Linked DNA regions of Pelodiscus sinensis: region 2 is linked to region 1. A link is a contact called in public Hi-C data. All regions are on one chromosome and are shown on one strand. The core of a region is the stretch at or near the end of the contact, and the rest is flanking DNA. Distances in the headings are between cores, read along the strand shown. Region 1 holds the start of LYSMD4 (LysM domain containing 4). Region 2 holds the start of SYNM (synemin).

Region 1 (6,737 bases), core at 762-3,261:
AGGAGCCAAGGACCAACCCCCACCCCAGCGCCGGGCAGAGCAAGGTCCCATCGGGCCCTAAGGATGAACAGGTTGGGGGGTCCTGCCACGTAGTAAAACAAGCAAATCCCCCCCCCCCCTCACCACCACGTGCTGGGGGCCTTAAACCATCGCTTAGGCCGAGCCCTGGCTCCGCCTCCAGCACAGTGTGTGGGGCGGGGGGGGGGCGGGGGAAGAGAGCCCATCAGCCCCACCCACGGGGGGGCAGGAGAGTCCACCAGTCCTGCCCCGGGAGGGGGGGGGGGACGAACAGGAGATCCCACCAGCCCTTTGGGGGGGGGTAAGGAGATCCCATCAACCCTGCCCGCGAGGGGGGGGGAAACAGGAGAGCCCACCAGCCCTTTGGGGGGGGGTAAGGAGATCCCATCAACCCTGCCCGCGAGGGGGGGGGGAACAGGAGAGCCCACCAGCCCTTTGGGGGGGGGTAAGGAGATCCCATCAGCCCTGCCCGCGGGGGGGGGGGGAACAGGAGATCCCACCAGCCCTTTGGGGGGGGTAAGGAGATCCCACCAGCCCTTTGGGGGGGGGGTAAGGAGATCCCATCAGCCCTGCCCGCGGGGGGGGGGGGTAAGGAGATCCCACCAGCCCTTTGGGGGGGGTAAGGAGATCCCATCAGCCCTTTGGGGGGGGGGTAAGGAGATCCCATCAGCCCTTTGGGGGGGGGAAGGAGATCCCATCAGCCCTTTGGGGGGGGGGTAAGGAGATCCCACCAGCCCTTTGGGGGGGGGGGTAAGGAGATCCCATCAGCCCTGCCCGCGGGGGGGGGGTAAGGAGATCCCACCAGCCCTTTGGGGGGGGTAAGGAGATCCCATCAGCCCTTTGGGGGGGGGGAAGGAGATCCCATCAGCCCTTTGGGGGGGGGGTAAGGAGATCCCATCAGCCCTGCCCGCGGGGGGGGACACAGGAGAGCCCACCAGCCCTTTGGGGGGGGGTAAGGAGATCCCATCAGCCCTGCCCGCGGGGGGGGGCTCGGACCCCCACCCCTCAGCTCAGCCCTTACCCTGAGGGCGGGGGCAGCCCCCACTCAGGAGTTACCACCCCTCGGCGCCTCGGCTCTCCGGCTCCGGCCCCACTCACACTCACCCCCGCTGTCTGCCTCGCCAGGCGCGCCGATTGGCCGGCCCCGCGCAAGGCGGGGCAGAGGGGCGCCGCGCGGCCAATCAGCGCCGAAGCCAGGCGGGGCGCTGGGGGAGTGAGGTTCGGTTGAGCGGTCAGCGCTGGCCCGTGTTCGGGGTGGGCGGGGCAGCGTTAAAGGGCCCGCGTCTCCCCAGGGTCCCTGTGCCCGCCGCTCCCCTCCCGGCGGCTGCCGCCCCCAGCCGGGCAGAGCTGGGCGCCTGGAGCCCGCCCCCCCCAACTGACCGGCCTGCAGCGCGCAGGGGCCGGCACCCCGTGGTGCTCTGTGCCGAGAGCCCCCGCTGCAGGCTGGCACAAGGACGGGGCTGGGGGGGGCTGGCCCCGGGTGCATCGTACTGGGGGATGGGGGGGGGCGCAATTAATATTTTGCCTCGTGCACAAAACGCGCTTGGCCCCAGCAAGGCTGCTTGACAAGGAGCCCGGGCCGTGCCCAGCCAGCGCCTCTCACCGCCCCCCAGTGTCAGGCCTGCCGCGGGGTGGGGGAACTGGGGCAGCTGCCCCGGGGCTGGGGGGGGGGGGGGGGGGGGGGGGGGGGGGGGGCACAGCATGCGCTGGGCAGTGCGCTGGGCTGCCTGTGGGAGGCTGGCCTGGTGCTCTCCACCCAAAGCTCTGCCCCCCCCACACACACTTTACCCAGGGCCCCACGGAGGGTGTCCGTGCCCCCCCCCCAAAGACCAGTTATCAGGGAGGCACAAATTCATCATCCATGCCAGCTCCCTACCTGAGTCCGGTGGCTGCTGAGCCCAGCCCTGCCTCCTGAGCTGTGTGGCGGGAGGGAGGGGAAGCGCAGCAAGGGACAGGTAGCAGCTAGGGCAGGGCCTCTGGGAAGAGGCAGGCTGGGGTTTTGGGAGCAACGGGTGGAGCAGAGGTGGGGCTCGCTGCAGGCCGGGAGAGGTTCCAACATGCCGGCTGCAGCGTCTTGTGTTGTAAATATTACCGAGTTAGCCACTGCCGCGCTCATGAGTCAGTGCTAACCTTCTCGCCACCCCCCCACACCAACTGGCAGCCCAGAATGGGCAGCTGAGGCAAAGCCATAGTGTGAGGTCACGTGGCGGCTTTGACAAAAGCTTTGGAGAACCGTTTTTGGGTTGTGAGCTGCTGACCCACAAAAAAAATCGACGGGGGGCGGGCCACACACAAGTGAAAACAAAACCCTCACTGATGTGCCCCCTTCCCCCAACTGAGGCGGAAGACACCCCCCCCCAACACACACACACACAGGCGGAAGACACCCCCCCCCAACACACACACACACAGGCGGAAGACACCCCCCCCCCAACACACACACACACAGGCGGAAGACACCCCCCCCCCCAACACACACACACAGAGTCCCCTTGTACACCAGAGCCTAAAGGGGCCCAGCCTAGTAGAGTTTGTGTGCTCCAGCCCCACGAGGCGAGGCCAGCAGGGGGCTGGAACGCCAGTGCCTGTGCCCCAATGCTATGGCGGGGAGGGGGACTGTGTTTTAGGGGCTGGATCCAGGCAAGCCCTGGGCCACATCTGGCACCCCGGCCTGAGGTTTCCCCAACCCGGCTTAGACACCACTCCCCAATCTTCTCCCCCAGCCCAGCCTTAGGGCAAGGCGGTTGCCTTGGGCCCTGCTCTGTGTATGTACAGATTCTTTGGCCGGGCCTGATGTTCAGTTCTCTGCACAAAGCCTTCCCTCTCCCCCAGGTTTGGGCCTATTGACCTGGCCTGGGGGGTGGCAGTGCTGGTGCATGCTGCTTTCTGGACCACTGCACAACTGCCAGGTGGGCTCGCTGCGTGGGGAGCAGGGAGGCGGCTGCACGGCTGGGTAGCCCCGTCAGGCAGAGGGCCAAAGCGGAGACAGGCTCTGGCGGTGGTCATGGCTGGGGAGAACAGGCAGCTCTGTTCCTGAGTAACTGAGGCACAGTGGCTGGAGCAGCCTCAGCAGAGTGCTGGGCAGGGCCGGCCTGACCCGCAAGGCAGGGGAAGCTGCTTGGAGCCGGAATCAGAGGGTGGGCTGTAAGCAGGCCCCAGAGAGCCGGGTAGACATCAAGCTGGGAGCCGGCTCACCTCGGCAGAGCCCACCTGTGAGGCCCCAGCCTTAGGCCAAAATGCCGCATCCTCAGGGTCCCGCACTGTGTCTGGGTGATGTCACCATGATGTCACATTTATGAACGGCTGGGCCCCGCTGTCAATGTGCTACCTTGGGCCCTGCAAACTCTTTGGTTGGGTCTTCCTTCCCCCTCCCCACACCCGGACAGGTCTTGGCAACATTTTCCAGTACTTTACCTGAGTCTACATGGGACCCCTTTGGAAGCTCTGAATCTAGCCCAAGCTCAGTGCAGACGCACACTCCCGGCCGGGTGAAGACACTAGGACACATGATATTGAATCCCCATATTCCAAGTGTCCCCAAACTTTCCACTGCCACGAAATGGGCCTGAAAGATCATGTGAAATAGCTCTGGTCTGTGTATGCCTGCTGAAGTTTTTGACGCTGTCCCAAGACAGGATGCTGGGTTAGATGGACCATTGGGCTGAGCCAGTATGGCTAGGACCCTGGCCTAGTCGCTGAGATTAGCTAGACTGCTCAAGCTGGCAGTTCTTAGGTCTGTATGTTTGGGGCGTTCTGCCATGTGTCGTTGAGTCCGGAATTCACGTCCATCTTAAAAGAAACCCTGACGTTGCTCTTTGGGGATGCGTAATTTGACAGATATTTTCAGTCTTTGTGTGCGATTACAAGAGCAATGGAAAGAGCAAAACAAAAGCAGGGGCCCCAGGAGGGTGCGGGGCCTGAGTGTACGTTATCTGTAACAGTCTGCACTGAAATGCACCCAAAATGGTTGAGCGTCTGAGCCAACGGCGGAGTCCAACCAAGAGACATTTAAAGGGGCAGTACAGTCATCCCAGCTGTGTACACTGGAAAGATGGAGGAGAGCCGTCTAGGACTAACCCCTGCATACTTCAACCCTCCATTTGCCATCAGCTCATACACGGATTTGCCCTCTTGCCTGACAGCCCTGGCTTTTCGGAACAAGCGGCGCTAATCCCAACCACACTGGCCTTCCCTGTTATTTCAGTATTAGCATTGGCCATGGGAGCCAGCGGTGATGAATGGGCTTCCTTCTTGGGCTTCCTTCAGCTGCTCTTGAACAAGAATTAACAGTCAGGTATGGCCACGGGAGGGGTGGCCCGAGCAGCTGCAGCTCTCCGCTGCCAAGTTCGTGTTCCAGCAATGCCACCTCCCTCTCTCTCTCTCCCACTCACTGCTCTTAACTGGCTCCAGCGGCAGCCAGGCGAGTGCCTGCGGTCGGGGGGAGCTGATGAGGTGTATTCTGCACTGGTATGTTTCCTTTGGCCCACCCTGTTCAAAAAACAAGCTCAGTATAAACCCTTAACAAGCTCCACATGCCAGGCACCACCTTTTGGGGGGCGGCTAGACTAGCCCTACGCGCGGGGTGGGTTGCAATGTACAGGCGGGCCCTGCGTTTCCACATGCAGCTCAGAGCAAAGATGCCCCCGGCAGGGCCTTCGGGTTTCTTCCCGGGCCTGAGGAATCTGGGTGTCCTCTTTGCCCCCCCCTTCCCCAAACATGCGTAGGTTGCATCACTGGCCTCCTGGAAACAGTTAACTCCTTTCAGCTGTGCCCTCGCTCAGCCAGTGATGCACATAACAGCTCTGTGAACCGCTGGATTCCACAAGCACAGAGGCCGCATTCTTTTCCAAGAGGGAAGAACTCCCGCTTAGAGCTAACTCAGCGCCGGGACTGCTGCTTTAGAAAAACCTTCCGCCAGACAGACTTACCCTCAGAAAGCTGCTTTTAACCCCACGTGCTCTGCTAGTTCCCCCCCCCCCACCTGTTTTGGGAGCCAAATGCTGGGGAATCACATCCTGGAGGTGCAACAGAGATACTTAATGGTGCTACTCCAGATGCTCCCATGGCAGTCAGACTGGGACAGATGGGTCTTCCCTAGCTAATGGTTGCCACTGAGCTGCTGATAGAAAGTAAAAGGACAGAGCACCCAGGCTTACACCCTTAAACTGTTTAGGGGACTTAATTCCTAGGGACTGCAATGGGAGTTGCTTTGCGGCTCGGAGCTCCAAACACCTCCACCTGGCTAAAAAGCATGATAATAGATACTAGCGAGGATGAATTAGCCCCTCTCCTCCCAACATGAGTTGTTGAAGGGTGATTCCTGTAGCATCAAGGTAGACTCTCGTCACATATTGGGGTGGAAGAAAGCAGCTCCAGACCCCCGAGAACGGGTGTTGTGCGTTTGTTTTATTGGCCGTCATCACTGCCCCGCCTCTCACCTTTCGCCGGAGCCAGGGAAGGAGGCTCATGGACCCTGAAAGAGAGCTGAGCGCAGAGGCATCAAACCGGAGTTTTGGAGGGTATAGAAGGTGTTTAGATGCTTTCCTTCCAGGTTCAGTGCTGTGTGATCTTAGGATGGCCAGTGATGGAACAGTGGCAGGGACCTCCAGTGGATGTGCCATGAAGACAGAGAGGATTTCATGGGCAGGAACTACAGGTTGGTGGTCTGCTGGGGGAGAAGATTCTTGGATTGGAGGGACCAATTGTGACACTACTAAGAATCACTGAGGATCAGGAATTCCCTGGCAGACAGGTCTGGGAAACACCAGTGCCTTCATTTCTGGGTCCTAGAGAGAGCCGAATGCGCTGCCTGAAGCACAGCCTGAGGGAAGGGATTGGCTGTTGGGGTCTCTGGGAAGGGGACGGGATTGGGGGTGGAAGAGCAAGTCAGGCATAGGTGCACCAGTTTAATAATCCCGCCTAGGGCACCATAAATCCTAAGGACGGCCCTGATAACCCCCTCATCTGACCTCCTATATCGGTGTTTCACCTTTCCAGACTGCTGTACCCCTTTCAGGAGTCTGAGTTGTCTGCGTCCACCTAAACTTCACAACCCATTGTTTACAAAATGGGCCATAAGAATACAAAAGTGTCACCACACGCTATCACTCAACACGTTGCTTGCTTTCTTATTTTGTCTGTATGAAATATTAGTTTGTGTACACCTCACTAGTGCTTTTTATGCAGTGTTGTAAAACTAGGCAACTGTCAAGATGAGTTAATGTACCTCTTGGAAGACCTCTGGGTACCCCAAAAGATATGGGCACTCCTGGCAGAGACCCACTGCCCTACATAACAGAGGTCATAGACTTTCACCCAGCAATTCCTTCACTGAAGGGAATTATTCTTCTATACTGTATTGGCTAGTGAGCCCACTAACTTGACCATATGGCAACTGCCTAACGTCAGGCCCTGGGCCTCAGATTCAAAGTCTCTACAACCTCAGAATTTGGTGGTAGCTGTTATAGTAGCTCTAGCAGTCCCATATGGGTGACCCAACTGTGAAGCCCCCTTCTACATTTCCTCTGGTACGTTTGTGCTGAGAGCAACTCAAATCCTCCATGAGCATAAGGTGTGAGGACATACCACCACCAGCACCAGCATTAAACATCTGGGGGGAGGGGAGGGAGCCAGCACCCTCCTGAGCCTGCTAGCACAGAGAGGTTAGAAGTTGTGGGGGGAGAGGCTGTGTTCTCTTAAAAATCACAGTAATCATCCTG
Region 2 (7,059 bases), core at 3,313-5,812, 460 kb before region 1:
TTCACTCAGGAATAAGTTTTCAGTTGAACTGTCAGCTAGTGCTGCTCTACTAGCTGATTTTCATGAACATAGCATCTTTATGAGATACTGAAGGTTCATTTGCAAGTATTTGGTCTTTCAACTTCCTCCAACATCTACTGATGCTCCAGCTGGATGGATCAGACAGTACTGATGCATTTGAAGTATTACTGTTCTCATTTGCTGCCTGCACAGTCTCTAAATTCAGCATAGATTCTGCATCTATCACTATGGTTGGCATTTCTGTGTCTTGATTAATAACCTCCTCATTTTGAGGCAGTGGCATTGAAATGTCATTTGTGGGTTCAAAATTTTCATAATCAGAACTGGAAGTGTCACTGTCAGTATGGTCACCGTTTAATACAGGGATTCTCAAACTTTGTGATACTGCGACTCCCCTCTAAGTTGCTGCAACCCTCCCTCTAAGTTGCTTGTGACCCCCTGGGGGGGGTCGGGACCCAGAGTTTGAGAAATGCAGGTCTAATGGTTGAGGCATCTTTTCTACGAGAAATGATGTTATTGACTTTAAACTCTTAACTGCTGCTTCACTGTTGCTTTTGCCATCTCTTACTTGCACCACTTTCAAATCTTCACTTCATTTTTATAAAGGGGTTCTTTTAAAACACAGTAACACACAATAAATTAATTTTCTAAGACTATTGATTTTACAAAATTTTAATTGTATGTACTTCGCAATGAATATTATATAACGGTTGGGGGGAGGGGGTTATTTACTACAGCCCTTATTGCCTTATTTCAAAGTTTTGAAATTTTGTCTGCTAATATGTTCCGGTTATTAAATTCCTCCAATAACTGGTGTGTTATTATGAATATGAACACTGGGTGATTGCCAGATTAGATATAAAGTTTATTAAACAACTAGAATTAAAAGTTTATGATCACAAAAAAGCCTTTAAAGGTGAACTGGATGAAGAGGTAGCTTACAGCTGAGCCCGATGTGGTTATTGTATACGAAGACACACAAGAAAAAACAGGAATATAAAAATCTTCTATGCAGAGATAAACATCTAATTTAAACTCACCCTCAGACCAAGCAAAATCACTTTACAGTAACAGAATTAATTACGACTTTCAAAACCTCTAAATTATGCAATGACTGTAAATAGCATAGAATCACTAATCACAGAAGCTACTCCAGTCATGAAGATGAAAACTTGGATGTGACCGAAAAGTTGGTGATTCAAATTATGATTTAAATCATTTTAAATTATTTAACATTTAAATCAATTTTTGCAGGTATATATAGCTGCTTTTGTTGTCTCTGTTATAAGATGTATAATAAATGGAAATGACTTGGTAGAAAAATGTCATAGTTTGAGCCCCTTTGTCTCCTGAGGCCTGTGCCAAATGGCCCTCCTGCGCACCCTCCATCACCAATAGGACCTGTTTATTCAGGGAAAAATACCGACGGAGAACTAAGCAAAAGGGCACGATTTGGCTCTGCTCGGTGGGACATGTGGAGGAGATGTATTGCTTACTAAACTCTTAGGAGGTGGGCAACAGAGAAGCATCTCTGCCATCCTAAAGACGGTATAGGGGTGTGTGCTTCCCGCCCCATGCTTCTGAAAAATTGTCCAAAAAGCAGTTAGTTCTTGCTAGCTTATCTTTTTCTGGGGCTGTGTGGGGTCTGTCATAGTTCAGGGCAACTGCACCATATTTCCCCTTTCTGTAAGGACACCTATTCTAGGCTCACAGTTCCTCAGCCATCACGTCTACCTTCTGACCAGTGATCTTCCAGGCTGCAGTTTCCTGCCCACTCTTGGATATTCCCAGCAAGCTAGGCTTCCTGAACAGATCCATCTCTGTGCTATGCTTTCCTCTCCAGAGTTTCTGAACAGCAGAATTGCCTGCCACTATAAGATAGTACAAAGCTCTCCAGAACCAACCACATTTATTCATAAGGTAAAAACATTACAGAGAAAAACATTAAAAATAATTAAAGAATTTACATGCATGCTAAAAAGCTTACCAGACATCAGAGCCTATTTGGGGCAGCTGCCATAAACCCCACGCATTGGGGGACCCAGGAAGGTTTAGGGGACAAGTGGAGGGCCTGGCACTGGCAGCAGGGGTTGGGCCTGCCTGTGCACTCACCAGCAGTGGCAGGAAGTGGAGCGACCCAGTCCCAGTAAACCTGTGGAACTCCTTGCCAGAGGATGTAGTGAGGACTAGGACTTTAATAGGGTTCAAAAAAGAGCTAGACAGATTCATGGAGGTTAGGTCCATCAATGACTATTAGCCAGGATGGATAGGAATGGTGTCCCTAGCCTCTGTTTGTCTGGAAATGGGTAACAGGAGAGGGATCACGTGAGGATTACCTGTTGTGTTCCCTCCCTCTGGGGCATCTGGTATTAGCCACTGTTACAAAACAGGATTCTAGGCTAGATGGACCTTTGGCCTGACCCAGTATGGCCGTTCTGCCTACTCCACTCCCAGCTGCATTGCTTTTCTTCACTGTGCTGCCGGGAAGTGGAATCACCTGGCTCCAGCCTTCTCTGCTCCCCAGAGCAATGCAACTGAGAACCAGGGAGTGAAGTAGGCTGGGGCCAGATCGCTCTGTTTCCTACTGCCTCAGTGAGTATGGCAGGCCCAACACCTGATGCTGTCTCCAGGCCCCTACCTGTTTTCCGGGCCGCGTCACTCAACGGAAGGGGGCTTAGAGGAAAGGGTACAATGCAGTCAAGGAGGGGGCAGAACAAAGATGGGAAGAGGTGGGATGGGGTGGAGCACAGGCCTAGGGACAGTCCTGCCAGAGGTAACCTCATCTCGAACTTCCGACACTGGAATGTATCAGTCCTCCAACCACCTCCCAATTGTATCAATAGTCCCAGATTCAGAACCTGAATTCAGTTCAGGCTTTCCTTTACACATTACAGGTCTTAGAGCATGGTCTCATGTACCAGGTGATCCACTGACAATGGCAGGGCATAGTTTCAAAAACTGGAGGTCTGTTTGGCTTGCATACTGTGACGGCGCGTTGGGGTTCCCCCGTCTCCTGCACCCCAAAATGGCACAAACAGACTGCACCAGCCGGTGGAATAGAGGAAGTTTATTGCCTCTCCAGGATACAGCACAGCACAGATGTAATCTGGTCACAGAGCTGGGCTAGGATGCCTCAGGCCCCCTTGAGATGGGTGAGACTGGGCCCCTAAACTCCAGCCCCTTTCCCTAGACTGTCTCCTCCATGCTCCCAGCCAGCAACTAACCAACACTCTTCCAGCCCTGCCCCCCAGCCAGGGCAGCATTCCACCTTTCTTTGTTCCTCTCGATGGGGGGTGTCTGGCCATACTGGTTTGCATAGTGACTCATCCTGTTTTGCTGGGTCATGGTACCTACGGCAGCCAGTAGGGGTTACCCCAGAGCCAGCAGCATAGAAACCAGCCAGGTACCCCCACTACGTCACACATACATCCCCCCTAGGTATTCTTCAGGAAAACCATTGAACAATTTTTGCTTCAAAAGTCCATTTTTGTCTGGAGCGTTGTTGAATATAGTCCTTTCAACCCCGGGTCTCACATCTGTCACTTCTCCCTACTCCAGAAGATAAATACGATCCCAGCTAACAGTAATTGTATGAATGTATAAATCATTGATTTAATACAATGGATCCCCCCTCCCCAATACTTACAATTAATTCAGTATCTTGCAAAGATATGGCAAGATATGTGTCCCATGGGCCAAAAAGATGCCTAATCAGGGGTGGGGAACCTATTCAGCCCCCAGCTTGCCTGGATCTGGCCTGCGAGGCCTGGGGCTCCCTCCCAACATTGGTGACCCCATGCTGGTGCACCAGCCCCCCGTTGTCCCCTCACGAGGCCAGAGCATACAAAATATTCTCAGTCAGGGGCCATGACAGAGGTTTGTTTTGTTTTTCACTTCTGTGTGGCCCCCGACTGATTTTTCTGTGGGTCAGCAGCCTCCAACCCAAAAAAGATCCCCCACCCCTGGCCTAAGTAGTTGACTGTAGCAGTGCAAGGTTAGATGGACTGTGAGGTATATGTGTGTACTATAGCGCAGCTACTGCCTGTAAAGAAAATTACAGTTCAGGCTCAAGCTTCCCTTTCTTGAGCCTCCACTGCCTGATCCAATCCTCCTGTTGATTTCAGCACACTCTGGACCAAGTCTCCCCACCTGTACAAAGTGCTGCAGCAGGTAAAGGAGAGCCAGACTCAGCAGAAACAATGGTGCCAGGTTAATTAAGGATACAAGCCAAGTCATTTGTTGCCCTGGCCCAGAGCTGTGCCTTTCCAGCTATTATTTCAAGAACCGGTTTTAAATTATTACTTATGTTTATTATTTACTTAAAACAAACCGACTACAGATGCAGGCACGGTAGCTGATCATAAACTAGGCAACTATCCAGCAGAAAGAGGGAATGAGAAGCCTATGGAAAAGCAAAAGAAAGAGGAGCCCCAGATGGGGAGGACTTTTGATGTCCTACCCAGAGCCTGACCCTTGGATTGCAGCTGATGAATTCCTCAGCTGCTTCCCTGTATGCTGGGACCTCTCCCACAGAGATCGCAGTTTTACCAGCTCGGCTCTTAACTCCACTTTCCTCAGCTTGAAAAACCAACTAGAATGGGGACAAACCACCTCTCTCCAAGGGCAGCCTGCTCCGGCAGGGGGTGCTGTTTTGCTGCCGCTCAGAGGACTCGGCTATTGGCTCCCTAGCCCCGGAGTCCACGCCAGCCCCAGCCCAGCCCGGGAGGAGCCGCCGCCGCCCAGCCATGAGTCCAGCACAGCCCCAAGCAGGGGGAAGAGCCGCGGGTGGGAGCTGCCGCCCGGAACCCGCAGTCCAGTGACACCGTCGCCAGGGCGAGCGCAGCCCCGACGCCCGGCACGATGCTGCGCTCCTGGGAGGAGTGGGACGAGAAGACCCAGCTGCGGGAACTCAATTCCCGGCTGCGGCTCTACATGTCCCGGGTGCGGGAGCTGGAGCAGGAGAACCGGCTGCTGGCCCAGGAGCTGGCCGAGCTGCAGCAGCAGGAGGTGGCCGGGCTGCGGGGCCCCCAGCAGGAGGTGGCCGAGCTGCGGCTGCACCTGGCCGAGCTGCGCCGGGCCAAGCAGGGAGCGGAGCAGGAGCGGGACGGGCTGCGGCGGGAGCTGGGGCAGCTGCAGCTGCTGGGCGCCGAGGTGCTGGAGCTGCGGCGCCGCCTGGCGCCCGAGCTGGCCGGGCAGCAGGCGCTGCTGGAGCGGCTGTGGGGCGAGTGCGCCGCCCTGGAGGAGCTGCTGCAGGGGCTGCGGGCCGAGCACGCCCGGCTGCTGGAGCGGCAGCGGCGGGAGGCGGGCGAGGTGCGGGCGCTGCGCCTGGACCTGGCCGCGCTGCCGCCGCCGCTGAGCGGGCTGAGCGTGGAGCAGCTGGAGGAGACCTACGAGCTGGTGCTGGGCCAGGCCTGCCGCGAGAGCCTGCTCCGCTACCAGAGCCAGCTGGGCGCGCTGCAGGAGCGGCAGGCGCGCCTCGGCCGGGAGGACCTGGAGCAGCTGCGGGCCGAGGGCGCGCGGTGCCGCCTGCAGCTGGAGGAGCTGCACCGCCAGGGCCAGCAGCTGGGCGGCCTGGGCCAGCGGCTGGAGCGGGAGCTGCTGGCCCTGCAGGAGGAGCACGGGGCCGAGGTGGCGGAGTTCCAGGTGGGTGGTGGCCGGGCGCACGGCTGGCGGGCACCGCCCACGCCCCCCAGGCCCAGCAGCTAGCGGGGGAGCCCCTGGCTCGCGTTCCCCTCTCCGGGCTGAGCTCCGGCCCGGCCCCGCGCACGTGGGGGGACGCGGCTCGGCAAACTCAAACTTTCTCTGCGGAGCGCGGCAGGGGCTGGGCGGGGCTGGGTTTCTTCCTCTCCTCGCTGCAGCCGGGAGAACGGTCCTGTCTCAGGGATCTGGGCGTGTGCCGCTTCTCTTCTACCCGCTGCAAGACCCCCCCCCCCCCCACCATTGCCCTCCACCCCCTTCCACCTCTCCCAGCTATTCCTTTTCCGAGGGTCCCTTTCCCCAGCCCCCTTTTCCCTCCTTCCTGGAGTCCCTCTCCACCCCTCTTCTGGGGACCATCCTCTTTCCCCTTCCTCCAACTCTTCCCTTTCCCCACTGCCTCAGGGGCCACTGTCTCCTTTTCTAGATCCTCCCGTCCTCACAGGGGTCTCAATGTTTGTGCCTTTCGCGCGGATTCCTGCTGGTGGAGTTTCTTCTCCCTGCATCCATCCTAATCCTTCACCTTCTTGCACCACTCTCTAGGGTCCTTCTCCCACCAGTTTTCCCTCTTGAGCCTGTCACTTCTCTCTAGGTCTGTCCCTCCCCACCCATATCCTGCCCACAGGATTTCTTCACCCAGCCTACCTCTGCTGGCGCACCCTGTAACCCCACTCCAGCTGCCACCCTCCCTGCCTCTGCCCAAATAACCTTGGCTGCCTCTGATCTTCCAGCCCCCACGTGCACTTGATCCTAAGACCCTTCCCCCCCGCCTTAGCTTGCCCTTGCTCTGCTCCCTCCCATTGGGTACCTGGCCTTTCCCCAGCACCACCTCTCTTGGGCCCCTTGTACTGGTTGGGTGAGGAGGCTAGGCAAGGAGCTTGCTGCATTAAAGGGCCAGAGGCAGAGTGGCTATTTCTGGCAGGAGGCCCCAAACTCAAGGATTCCCTTCAAAAACTTGGGTTGGTGCTGGGCGCTCTGGCTGGGGAGCCTGTGAGGTGTAAGCAGGGAGATGGTGATCCCTAGAGAGGGCAGGGGGCCCTGAAGGGGCACCCAGGGCTGCAGTCAGCCCCGGGAGGGAGACAAACCCTGCCAGCTAACCTGGCCCCATGGCCAACTTGCCATAGTTCCTGTGGACACGGAGCAAGCCCTGGGAATAGCAGAACTGAGCAGCAGCCTTGTCGGATGCGGTGTGAGTTCTGGGGACCTACACTCTGAGCTCATTCCAGTTCATGGCAGGCAGTGCTTAAAATGGTCTAAAAATATGAATGTGTGATTGGGGGTCGGAGTTGCCTGCCTCCCGTGAGCATGGTCGGGGACCCTGTTGGGAGGGGACAGACTGCTGCC

The links. Hi-C and Micro-C count contacts between places; a contact is called where the count stands out from the background.
Region 2: a contact with region 1 is called in a Hi-C map of blood, with 3 times the contacts expected there. The contact joins the promoter of SYNM here to the promoter of LYSMD4 in region 1. A contact is called at or near these places in 3 of 5 Hi-C or Micro-C datasets (blood, liver and an unstated tissue).

What each region holds. Positions count from the first base shown.
Region 1 is chr14:8,188,737-8,195,473 of ASM4963464v1, reverse strand. LYSMD4 (LysM domain containing 4) reads right to left here and starts at 2,011. Exons shown (of 3, transcript XM_014576617.3): 1 at 1,895-2,011.
Region 2 is chr14:8,648,232-8,655,290 of ASM4963464v1, reverse strand. It overlaps SYNM (synemin), which reads left to right and starts at 4,562. Exons shown (of 4, transcript XM_075896970.1): 1 at 4,562-5,664. The coding sequence starts at 4,882.